2 separate regions of the Macaca mulatta genome follow, and region 2 is linked to region 1. The links are chromatin contacts, called in public Hi-C maps. All regions are on one chromosome and are shown on one strand. The core of a region is the stretch at or near the end of the contact, and the rest is flanking DNA. Distances in the headings are between cores, read along the strand shown. Region 1 holds the start of GLS2 (glutaminase 2). Region 2 holds the start of BAZ2A (bromodomain adjacent to zinc finger domain 2A).

Region 1 (6,349 bases), core at 1,308-3,807:
GTCTTAAATACAGCCGGGCACGGTGGCTAACGCCTATAATCCCAGCACTTTGGGAGGCTCAGGCAGGTGGATTATCTGAGGTCAGGAGTTCAAGACCAGTCTGACCAACATGGTGAAACCCCGTCTCTATTAAAAATACAAAAATTAGCCAGTCGTGGTGGTGGGTACCCATAATCCCAGCTACTCGGGAAGCTGAGGCAGAGGTTGCAGTGAGCCGAGATTGCGCCACTGCACTCCAGTCTGGACGACAAAGAGACTCTGTCTCCAAAAAAAAAAGTCATAAATACAGCTAAATAGCTAAATATTAAACAAACAATAACCCGAATAACAGCGCATTTCCTCTTTGCTGCTCTCTTTCCTCCGCCAAACACAGGAACCCCACCCAATCATGGTGTCACACTGCCAGAGCACATCACTCTCCAGTGCTCACAACCCTTTCTGCATGGGGAGTACCAGTCCAAGGATATGACAGGGGGTTCCCTGGGCAGAAGAAACAAGGTCCCCTGAAAAGACTTCCATCACCAGACTCCCCTGGATAAGGAGGTGTGTGGCGGGGGAACTAGGGATACCTATAGTTCCCTACTCTGCAGAAGGTAGACAGATGAGGGAAGTTCAGCCTTTGCTGTATCCCACCTTATTTCTCCCATGGTGAATATCTGGGAGGAAGTTGGGGTGGAGACTAGAACAGGAGGGAGAGGGCTTATCCTTTAAATGTTCTGTGTCTCTTTGAGAAGAAGCTGATGGAAAAGTACTGTGTAATATGGATAAGCAGACACCATGACTATGAAAAAAAGAAAGAAAAGGGCCGGGCATGGTGGCTCATGCCTGTAATCCCAGCACTTTGGGAGGCTGAGGTAGGCAGATCATCTGAAGTCAGGAGTTCAAGACCAGCTAGGCCAACATGGTGAAACCCTGTCTCTACTAAAACTACAAAAATTAGCGGGGTGTGGTGGCGCGTACCTGTAATCCCAGCTACTCTAGAGGCTGAGGCAGGAGAATTATTTGAACCCAGGAGGCGGAGGTTGCAGTGAGTCAACATGGTGCCACTGCACTCCAGCCTGTGTGACAGAGTGAGACTCTGTCTCAAAAAAGAAAGAAAGAAAAGTACGGCATAATGTCATTAATAATAAATAATACCTATTGGTGTCCCTTACGACAGAGACTCGAGTAGTTGGTGAGGTAGTGTTGTGTCAGTCTGGCTACTTTACTGATAGTGTCTATGTTTCTGAGTGTCATGAGGGAGATGGCCCATTTCCTGTTCCTGCTACAGTAGAGCAATGGCTCTTTGAACAGTGTCTATGCTGGCCCTCTGGGGAGGACAAGATTTCCTGTTCAGCACCGTCTGCGTCTCGGAGAAAAAGGCTCAGCCACCAAGTGTGTCCTAGGCGGTGGGGAAGATAAAAGTTTGGCCACCTGGGCGGAAGAAGTACCCAAAGAAAGAACCTTTTAGATTCCGGAGCCTGGGCAGCATAAATAATAGCTCTGACTGGCTCTGGTTTGGGAAATCTGCGTCTTACAGACTTTTCCTCTATTACAAATATTCTCCCCATTCAACAACCAGTTTGGAAAATCCCCCCCCCCCCATTCTGCTGTTCAGGGAGCACTACTACGTACACACCTAACACTTATGCACGTACCTGCGCACCAGTAACACACGAGCATCACACATTACCCACCGAGGACACGCAGAAACACAACACACAGACAGACCCCAGTACACTTGGACCTGAGGCAGGAGGCTGTTCCACACCCACGCATCTCCTAAAATACACACCGAGACGAGGGAAGGTGAGGACGGGCGGCGTGCGCCCAGCCCTGCACTCAGACACGTGAACCAAGTAACACTCGGGGCGCATCTGTGATCCAGGTTAACTGCGCACCTTGGACAGGCGCCATCCCCAGAACCCGCTTGCCCGAACGCACTCCCAGGCAGATTGCAGATTACCGCCCGAACACGGCGTACCCAAAGCTCCACATCCAAAGGAAAAGGCATCCAGGGCTAGTGAGCCAGGAGAGGGGAGATGAGGGACGCTGCCTGGGGAGGGCACTCGGGAACTAGCGAGGACCACAGTGGGAGTTGGGGCAAGCCCGTCCCCTGCCCTGTCCCAGGAGCCTTACTGATCCTGGTGCTGCGGCTGGCGGCTGTGTGGTGTCTCTCTGCCCTGCGCCGCGGCCTCACTGAGGTGGTGCCGGACGCCCTCGCCAAGGAGGGGGCTCCGGCTCAGGTGACCCCAGTCTCCCCGCCGGCAGTGACTGCTGGCCCGGCTCAGCGACTTCTGCAGAGCCTTCATGGAGCGCATACCCCCAGCAAGCCGCTGGCTCTGCAGGTGCGCCCAGGACCTCTAGCTGTGGCTGAGAAGGAGAGGCGGAGCGGGCGAGACAAGGTGCGGGGGAGTTCTGTGAGGGAGCTCTGGGCCTGAAAGACCGAGAAGGGGGGCCCGGTGGGTGGGGCTGGGGCAGGAGGAGGGGCCTGCCCCTTTAAAGCTGGCTCCAGGGTTAGGCACACCCTCAGGACAGGGGCTAGGTGAAGAGCGTTGGGAATAAAGGAGAACCCGAGTGGGTGGAGAGAGGGCGGTGCCTGGGAGCTGGAATGGACAATGCCCAGGCCCAATCACTGAGGAAGCAAAAACATTGAGGCGGGGAAAGGGTAAGGTTGCCCAATGAGAGCAAGACGGTAGGCTCTTGCGACAGCCTGCGGGTGCTTCCACGTGGGCCCCGCGAGCGCTTCCGCGTGGACCCCGAGAGCGCGGGTGTCCGCGGATGCTGAGGGCTGGAAAGGCGAGGACAAGCTGAGGCAAAGCCGGTGGGGGCGGGAGGCGCTCTCCGGGGACACCGTGGGGCTGCGAACGATGGAGTTCTCGTTAGAGAGGAGGGTGCTGCCTCGAGAGAGGAGGCCAAGTAAGAGTGAGCCCAGTTCAGGAGGTCACTTAGAGAGCCTCGACCTCCGAAGGCCAAACCAGCGCCCAATAATCCGGCGCGTAGCGTGGCCCGCGGCCGACCTGCCGTGGTGCTGAGTGGAGAGCAGGATGGCTGCTGGGTACCGCGGGCAGAAGCAGCCGACCAGCACCTCAGGGAGGCATGGGGCGGCGGGAAGGTCGCTCTGGCCGTTAGGATGCCTGGTTCCAGTTTGTGTCCCTCTACCATTTATTTGGTGTAGGACTTGTTTTAAAATCTGGAAAGTTAAAACATTAAAATAAGGTGGCACGCAGAAAAATATTTTATAAACCATGAAGTGCTCCCCACATTTTTCCTACTTTAATTGTTTGCCGTTGTCCTCCTCACGGGCAGAAAAGAGGCGATGTACAAAAAGCATTTTGAAATCTAAGAACATTCAGGACTTTTGCCATTTGCAACTAGAATTTTCACCTTGTATCTCGGCAGCGCCTAACCCAGCATCCATATTTAGTAGGGACTCATTATGTAAATAATAGCTATTATTGAGTGCCCATGGTGTGCCAACCACTTCGTTTCTCTCCCTCTTACCAGAGACCTACAAAGTAGTTATTAGTCTCAATTTGAAGGTGAGGAAACTAAGACTCGGAAATTAAGACTTCTCGCGTAAGGTAACCCAGCTAGTAAGTACCAAAGCCAGAAGTTAGACCCGTTTTTTGTTTTGTTTTGTTTTTAACTACAAGTCTCTCCTTCATGCAGCCCTTCCCAAAAATTAAGCATTGAATTGAATTATCCCAAGAGAAATGACCCCATCCCTAAAGGAGGTATTTTATGTGTGTGGAAGTATTATGATACAGTACTGGGAGCCTTTTCCTTGTGATAGTTCTGGCTGTTTCACAAAACACTAGTTTTCTTTTTTTCTTTTTTCTTTTTTTTTGTTTTTTGAGACGAAGTTTTGCTCTTGTTGCCCAAGCTGGAGTGCAATGGCGCAGTCTCGACTCACGGCAACCTCCGCCTCCTGGGTTCAAGCGATTCTCCTGCCTCAGCCTCCCTAGTAGCTGGAATTACAGGCGTGTGCTACCTCACCCAGCTAATTTTTTGTCTTTATAGAGATGGGGTTTCGCTATGTTGGTCAGGCTGGTCTCAAACTCCTGACCTCAGATGATCCGCCCGCCTCAGCCTCCCAAAGTGCTGGAATTACAGGCATGAGCCACCGTGCTTGGCCCATAGTTTTCATTTTTGAATTAAAATGAGTTTCAAGGGTACCCGTGGGAAAACAAATACTGAAACCAGTATGGTGTGTTCTGTGGAAAGGCAGTTCTCCTTTGCCTTGGCTAGGATTGGAGGGCTTATTTGGCTTAAAACCAGATGGAGTAACATTTGTTTTTGCTTGTTTTTCTCTTCTATAGTCAATCTGTGCCTGCTGTATCCGTTCTCCTGTCCGTGGAAAGCCGTCTAATTCTGGGACTCTGGCTTGCTGCTTTATGCTTGGCTTTGCCCAAGAGGCAGAGTTCTGGGTCTTAATAGTGTAAATTCAATCCTGCATTAGTTTTTTCATATGTAACAGACGAATCTTATTCTTGTTTCATAGGAATATTATTTATCTGAAGCGTTTTCATCTGTTCAAGAGAAAAATACCACCTGTTAAGGAATTTCTAAACATTACCCAGAATTAATTTGCTTCCTTTATTTCCAATTTCCGCCTCTTTGAATTAGCTTTATACTCTAATAGAGTTCCTTACTCTCTTTCTCCTAGCACTCTTCCGCTAATAGGAACTGTTTGGGTAGTGAAGAAGATCTATGCATGGAAGCAGAGGTTCTTTGCTTAGAGAACTAGCTCCAGCTGCACTTGGACCTTTGGACTAACTCTGTCTCCAATACAATATTGCTGTCTTTGCATGAGGATGGAGCATGATTTGGGAGGCCAGTGGTACTGTGTAAAGTATAAGATACTGGAGAAGAACAAGTTTGTTGTCCCAGGTGGTTAAAGCTTGGCAGGGTCAGGTCCTCTTTTTGTTTCTAATTGAAAAATAATCATCATCTAGTTTAATTTGTGCAAAACTATTAGCCAACTATGACAGGGGCAGCTATAAATGAAGATTTTCATAACTGAAAGAAAGTTTTTTGTGTCTCTAACAGTGGATTTTTAGGTTAGTCCACGGCTGTGCCAGAGTTTTGTGATATGTGAGAGAGGATTGGACTTAATGATTTTGAATCCTTAAGAAAAGCTAAATCTGGGCCGGGCACGGTGACTCACGCCTGAAATCCCAGTGTTTTGGGAGGCTGAGGCAGGTGGATCACCTGAGGTCAGGAGTTCGAGACCAACCTGACCAACATGGAGAAGCACTGACTCTAATAAAAATACCAAATTAGCCGGATGTGGTGGCACATGCCTGTAATCCCAGCTGCTCAGGAGGCTGAGGCAGGAGAATTGCTCGAAGCCGGGAGGTGGAGGTTGCGGTGAGCCGAGATTGTGCCACTGCACTCCAGCCTGGGCAACAAGAGTGAAACTCCATCTCAAAAAAAAAAAGAAAAAAAAAAAGAAAAGCTAAATCCTCTGTGATAGGAAATTGATGTTTGGAGATTGTTTATTTCTTATGATTAAGAAACTCATTTGTTCTACTCTTTTTTTTTTTTTTTTTCTTTTTTGGTGATGGGGTCTTGCTCTGTCATCCAGACTGGAGTGCAATGGCGTGATCTCGGCTCACTGCAACATCTGCCTCCCGGATTCAAGCAATTCTCCTGCCTCAGCCTCCCAAGTAGTTGGGATTACAGGTGCCCGCCAATACGCCCGGCTAATTTTTGTATTTTTAGTAGTGACGGAGTTTCACTATGTTGGCAAGGCGGGTCTTAAACTCCTGACCCCGTGATCCGCCCGCCCTGGCCTCCCAAAGTCCTGGGATTACAGGTGTGAGCCACTGCACCCGGTCTGTTCCACTGTTTAGACTGTAGCTAGGATGTTAATTGGTCCAAGTAAAGGATTAGTTCACTTTTTATTTTCATTAATCTTTGCTAATGATACTATTGTTACAAACTCCTTTCTGCCTTAGTTTCTCCATTTGTAAAAGATAAACGTGTATTTTACTGGGTAAAAATGTAAGTACTTGGGGCTCTGACATAATCAGCTTCCACTAATTCAATTAATATTTATTTGTTGGCATTCAGTGTGCCAGGTCCAGTGCTGGAGAATCCAGAATTTTAAAAATTTAATAAACCAGTTTCTATTGGAAGAAATGAGAAAGTTTATGTTTAAAATTTCTAATGAAGGTCGGGCGCGGTGGCTCACGCCTGTAATCCCAGCACTTTGCGAGTCCGAGGCGGGCGGATCAGGAGGTCAGGAGATCGAGACCATCCTGGCTAACACAGTGAAACCCCGTCTCTACTAAAAATACAAAAAATTAGCCAGGCGTGGTGGCGGGCGCCTGTAGTCCCAGCTCCTCAGGAGGCTGAGGCAGGA
Region 2 (5,806 bases), core at 3,298-5,797, 140 kb after region 1:
GAGATCCATCAGTCTAGATGGGATTTCCTTACTCTACAGAGGGGTGGGCTCTTCCTGAGTTTTGGGGAAAGACTCCACCCCACCCCTCATCCCCTACAAATGGCTCAGAGAGGATAAGAAGGAAGCTAGCTTTAGCAAAGGCTCATAGAGTGTGTGGGCCACAGATAGAGAAGGTTAAGGGGGTTTCTCTTCCTCTCTCGAGATAAGTAGATTACCAGTGGAGGGAATAGGCAGGTGGAAACCAAAACCCTTCTCTCCTCCCTGTCGAAACAACAGATTTACAGGTCACCTTGGGGAAAAAAAAAATACTCCTCCAACAGCCTGCCGACCTCAAATCCCTGAGTAGGTGGAGGTCACACTCAGAGGAGAGGTTTCCTTCCTTCTAGAGAAAGGAGGGCTCTGGCAAACTTCTGCTAAGAAATGCCTCTCTATCCCCAAATAAAAAAGGCTGGGGAAGAAAGGCATAAAACTGACGCCTCAAGGGCGGCGGGATGGGGGTGGGGGTAAGGAAGCTGGTATCCCTTTTTCTTCCCTTCCCTTTTCCAGGGCAGACGAGGGAGGATCTTCCTACCTCCCGCTCCCAATCTTAAAGGGGGCCGGCCAGTCGGGTACTGGGCAGGCAGGGGAGGAGCCTGCGCCCGTCAGACGGGTGTAGCCACGCCCCTCCCCACACCCACATACACCCACCGCTGGCTCCTCTGTGCTCCGGAAGAGCCGGTTACTCCTGTGCCCCACTGACTGCCCCCACCCCTTCCGAGCCCCAGGCCTAGTCTCCAGGGCAACCTTTAGGACTATTCCAGCCAGGAGCGGCTGGGAGAGGGGTGTTGGATAGGAGAGGACCACCTGGGATTAGAAAAGAAAACGAGGTAGGATCCATTCTTCCCATCTGGTGCAAAGACTGCAATCATCTTCATCCCTCAATGAGACCCCCGCCTCATCTCATCTAATCAGGATCTTCCCTGCTCTGAGGAAGGATGAGGTTGGGGTGACAGTGTGCCCAACAGCTGGATGTTTACTTCCTGCTATAAGGCCTCCCATTCTACAGCTGTGCTTCTCCCCCCATCCAGAGGACAGAGGGCAGACTGACCCCAAATGTCCTCAAACATTCCTCAATCCCATCAGATGTGGCTGATCACCCACCCACCTCTCTTTGCCCCACCCATTTCCTTTCAGGAAGCTACTAGAAAGGGGAAGGGGCAAATGGTCATTTTATCAGCAACTTGTAAGGAGAGTCTCCAGGGAATAGGCTGAACCTCAAGCCAGGCCACTGGACTAGTAATGAAGAGAATGGGGAGGGACAAACTAGCACCTGCTCCCCATTTCTCACCCTCCTGTGTTCCTGCGGCACCTCCCTGACTCTGGGGTCAGCTGCCACGGTGCCTGGCTCCACTCTGGAGCCAGATGGCTGGGGCTGGGAGGAGGAAGAGAGAGAAGGGGATTCGTTTGCATCCCTCTACGTCCTTCCCTCTCCCCCACCAGATACTCCTGGCATCCAACCCCAAACACCACTGCTGAACACCCTCTCCTCCCCTCAGCACCCCCTCCAAACATGACTTAGAAGAGTCTGAAGCAGATCCTGACACCCAGTCCCCTAATTCTGGAGGTGAGGAGTGGGAAATGACAGAGCATAGCTAGGGACGCAGCTGGACTGGGGGCGGAGGGGGAATTCTCTAATGGAGGTGGGATAATTATTAAAGACCTCTCTTCCCCTCACTGGCTGAATGGATCATACTGTTAACAGGGTCTGTCTAGCAGGGAGATGGCTCTCAGCCGAGTAACCATTCTAGCTGGACACCCCCCCACACACACAAGTTAAAGCAAAAGTCTTCACCTTCTGTGTATTCTGGAAAGGCTAGATTCTCCTAATACATCACAAGGACCATACCCCTCCCCTTCTTTCCCCACTTTTTTTTTTTTTTTTTTTTTTGAGACAGTCTTGCTCTGTCGCCCAGGCTGGAGTGCAGTGTCGTGATTTCAGCTTGCTGCAACCTACACTTGCCAGGTTCAAGTGATTCTTGTGCCTCAACCTCCCGAGTAGCTGGGATTACAGGCACACGCCACCACGACCAGCTAATTTTTGTATATTTTGTAGAGACGGGGTTTTGCCATGTTGCCCAGGCTGGTTTAGAACTCCTGACCTCAAGTGATCTGCCCGCCTTGGCCTCCCAAAGTACTGGGATTACAGGCGAACACCACCCCACCCCGGCCCCTTTCTCCCCTTTAAGTCGACAGGTGGCTCCTCAGATTCGCACAGTCTTGTTTCCAAACTTCCCAATGGGATTCTCTATGGTGGTCCTGTAAGTTAGAGAAAGCCCCTATTTCCTAGGGAGCCGGGGGGCTTCCTTTGCACCGGAACAGAGAAGACTGGACTTCTCTTGCCTTCCTCATCGCCCCAACTCCCTTAGAGATTTAGCCCCAGCTCCCCACCCACTCTCTCCCAACCGTCCCTGAGGCCCTGAAGCACAAGATTCCGGCAGCGCCCTAGCCCCCAGCTCCCAGGTTCTGGGGGAGGGGCCTTCCTAGGCTGCACCGACCAACCCTAGGCCCAAGAGGAGAGCCCTTCCCACCTGGGCTCAGTAGGCGGTGCTGAGGTTGGACCCCAAGCTCCAGGAGATGTAGGGTGGGGTGAGGACTACAGAAAAGGTTTAGATGAGACTTAGCTGAACTTAAAGGGCTGAGAGGAGCAGGGGCAGATAGTGTTGTCGATGTTGCTCCCCCGCCCCCCTTACTACGGGGAAGGAGAGGAGTTGGGGTGGGTATCCCCCCTCCCATTGGGGTTAGGAAGGCGTGGGAAAGCGCTAGTTCCAGAGGGGAGGAGGCGAAACCCAGACCGCGGGAGATTTTTCTGGCGAGGAAGGCGCGGGGGAGGGGGAGATCCTGGGCCCAGAATAGGAAGGGTACTCGAGAGAGGATGGCGGAGAGGCGTGAGAAGCCTCCGGATTCCGGTCGCAAAGGATAGGGGAAAAATGGGCGAGTAGATAGTTCAGGGCAGAGAGGAAGGGCAGCTCCCTGAGGGGGAGAGTCAGATCCCGAATCCCGGGGCAGCAGGGATCCCGGGGCAGGATACCGCAGGAACGGCCCGCCAGGGGACTCCGGAGCTGGAGGTGGGTGCCGGGCCTCACCTGGAGCAGGGCCGGGCCGCGGGCGGCGGCGGCGGCAGCGGCGCAGGTGGCCGAGCCGGGCGGCGGCGGCGCCTCCTCCCCCAGCCCTGGGCCGGCGGCGGCGGAGGGGAGGAGGTGGTGCTTAAAGGGGCAGGAGCTACCGAGGTGAGGACAACCGCTCAGGAGAGCAGTCGCGAAGGATCCACTGGGGGAGAGGGAAGCGGGTGGCGTCTCCTAGGGGCCAGAACCAGGAAGGATCCCAGATGGGAGGAAGAGAACAGATCCCAGAAAGAGACAAACTTCTGCGGTGAAGTGGGGGATGGTGGTAGGTCCGAAAGGAAGGACTCGGGAAAGCTCTGCCCGCGCTGCCAGGGCACCAGCAAAGACCGCCTCACAAAGGTGGCCGGGGAAGGCAGCGAGAGCTACATGGGCTCCTAGGAGGCCCCTAGGGATGCAGGAGAGGGAACTCAAGGCCGAACCTGCTGGGGGTCACGCGCAGCGCCCTACTAGGTGAACAGGTTCCCCGTGTTTCAGCTCCTCAGGGCCCCATCCCTACAGCTGTGGGGCATTTGGAATCAGGAAGCTACGAGGGCAAAAACCTCCTATCCTCTCAACCTCAATCCTTCCTCCCACTCAGTGCCCTCAGTAACTGTAGTGTGGGGGCCATCAATAGCAGCCCTAGTGAGGCTGATGTGGGACCGCGAGAATCGACTTTGGTTCAGTTTTCCCCCAACCACCACCAACCTTGCTTCAGTCCCTGGGGCAACAGGAAGCAGCTGCTCAGTGCAGCCCCCACCTGAAGGTGGGTCAAGGTGGGGGAGGAGAGAAGGCAGACTTAAAAGGCCTTAGAAAAATGAGAGGGAGGGGAGGTACTTTCAAGACCTTCCAGCACTGCCAAAAGCGGGCTTTACTTTTATGGGGGCTAGCAGTGAGTACTGTCAAAATTTCCTTGAATCTCAACAGCTTAAATGGCGAGGAGCAGGGGCAATCCTCCACGGGGCGGCGGGGAGGGGGTTGGGAAAGCCCTGGCCTAAGGTGCGTCTGGGGCTCTTACTTAGAGCTGGGGCTTGCCCATACTCAGGATCCCGTGGTCGGCAGCCTCGCCAGCTGAGCCCTTCCCCCCCGTCCCCCAGAGTCCTGTTTCCTCTCCTTCACCCCCCAAATGAGCAAAGGTTAGGCCCCACCCCTGCTGAGTCAGCCAGGGAGGGAGTAGGCATCCCTCAGGCCTTCCCCGGGGCTGGTCCCCATACTCACCCATGTCAGGCTGGCAGGGCTCGAGGTTGGGACCACCCAGCTCCTCACTGTCCTTGGGCCCCCACTTCACGTGAAGGCTGGTGTTGGATCCTTCCAAACTGTGAGCTGGGAACTAGCAACAATCAAAAAGCCAGTGTATGCTTCCTGCGAACCACACAGCCTGAACTGCTGTAGGGTGATGTCCCTGTGTGACAGACTGGGTGGGGAGGGAGGAGGGAAGGGCGGGGCCTTCTCTGGGTGGAGAGAGGGAGGAGGCGAGGACAGGGCAGACCAGGAGAAATATGGAGGAAGGTTAGAGCTGTGTTGACACTCCAGTGGCGTGGTAGAAGAGGCGGGCAAAGGGGGAAGGAAATAAATAGTTGCAGCTACTGAGAGGGAGAAGGTTCTCGATAAACGCTGAAGGACGTGAACGTGTTGGGGGGAAGGGGTGGAGGGATGCAAAAGACCTTTAGGATTTCAGTTCCCAGGTCTGTATCGGGTGACGTGAGAAAACAAAGCAGAAAGGGCTGACCTGTACGCTAGGGCTTTTTCTACCAGCTTCTTACCCACTCCAGAGTCAGGACCTAGAGGAAGTGTCCCCACCCCCATAACTCAGCATTTCCCCAAATCCAAGCTTTTCTGGGAGCAAACTACCAGCACAAGCAGCTCAGGGGCTCCACCTTCTGTCCAGATCATGACACAGTAGAGACTGCGGGAGAGGCTGCTGCCAAGGACGTCATAGGCAGATGGAAGGAAGCTTAGAGGCCCCTACTCCACCCCTGGCGCCGCGCCAAAAAGCCCTCCCCAACCTTCAGCCCCCAGGGGCCTCTGAATTGGGAGCTCAGCTTGTCCCCGCCCAGCTTCTACCTAACTTGATGGCCTCAGCGGGTGGAGCTTATAGATGCAGGCTCCTCCCCAGGACAAAAGCCCCAGCTGGTCTGTAAACAGTCCTTAACTGAGAGCCACATCCCAGCAAATGGCCTTCGTGGATTTGAAAATGGGATCAGAGTTATTGCAGAGTCTCCAGTGCTACCGCGAGAGGGCAGTAGGATGAGTCTGGTCCCGGAAAAGAACACAAGGGGAACCCAATCCGACCTTGCAAGCTTCTTTTAAATTGAAATGGTGAAATACACCTTCTACCCCTGCACCTTTCAGTAGGCTAAAATGAAAGGAAAATAACCTAACTTCATTAGTTTAGAAGCCCAAGCCAGCAACCCTGAAAATTGCTATTCCCTTGAGATTCTCTTTTCTGGACTTTCATAAGGGATCTTCACAGAGGGTGAACTAGGCCTCATATGCCTCTGCATAGCCGCAAGCAATCACAAGCAACTTTTATTTAGACTTGCCCAAAATGTCAGGAAGTATTTCAGTACGCTTTCTGAAGACATGAAGGCCTAACCAAGATGTAGAGAACCATTTTGATTCAATTTTAACAAAGATCAGTATTCATCACTATTTCTTGAAAATTCATT

What was found. Hi-C and Micro-C count contacts between places; a contact is called where the count stands out from the background.
Region 2: a Hi-C map of fetal cortex germinal zone shows a contact between it and region 1, with 4 times the contacts expected there. The contact joins the promoter of BAZ2A here to the promoter of GLS2 in region 1. A contact is called at or near these places in 4 of 14 Hi-C or Micro-C datasets (CD4 T cells, cortical neurons, fetal cortex germinal zone and 1 more).

Annotation. Positions count from the first base shown.
Region 1 is chr11:63,669,116-63,675,464 of T2T-MMU8v2.0, forward strand. GLS2 (glutaminase 2) reads right to left here and starts at 2,558. Exons shown (of 18, transcript XM_001115245.5): 1 at 2,119-2,558. The coding sequence starts at 2,300. LOC144332934 (a long non-coding RNA gene) reads right to left here. Exons shown (of 4, transcript XR_013401163.1): 4 at 3,202-4,511.
Region 2 is chr11:63,811,568-63,817,373 of T2T-MMU8v2.0, forward strand. BAZ2A (bromodomain adjacent to zinc finger domain 2A) reads right to left here and starts at 4,548. Exons shown (of 30, transcript XM_077954574.1): 1 at 4,356-4,548.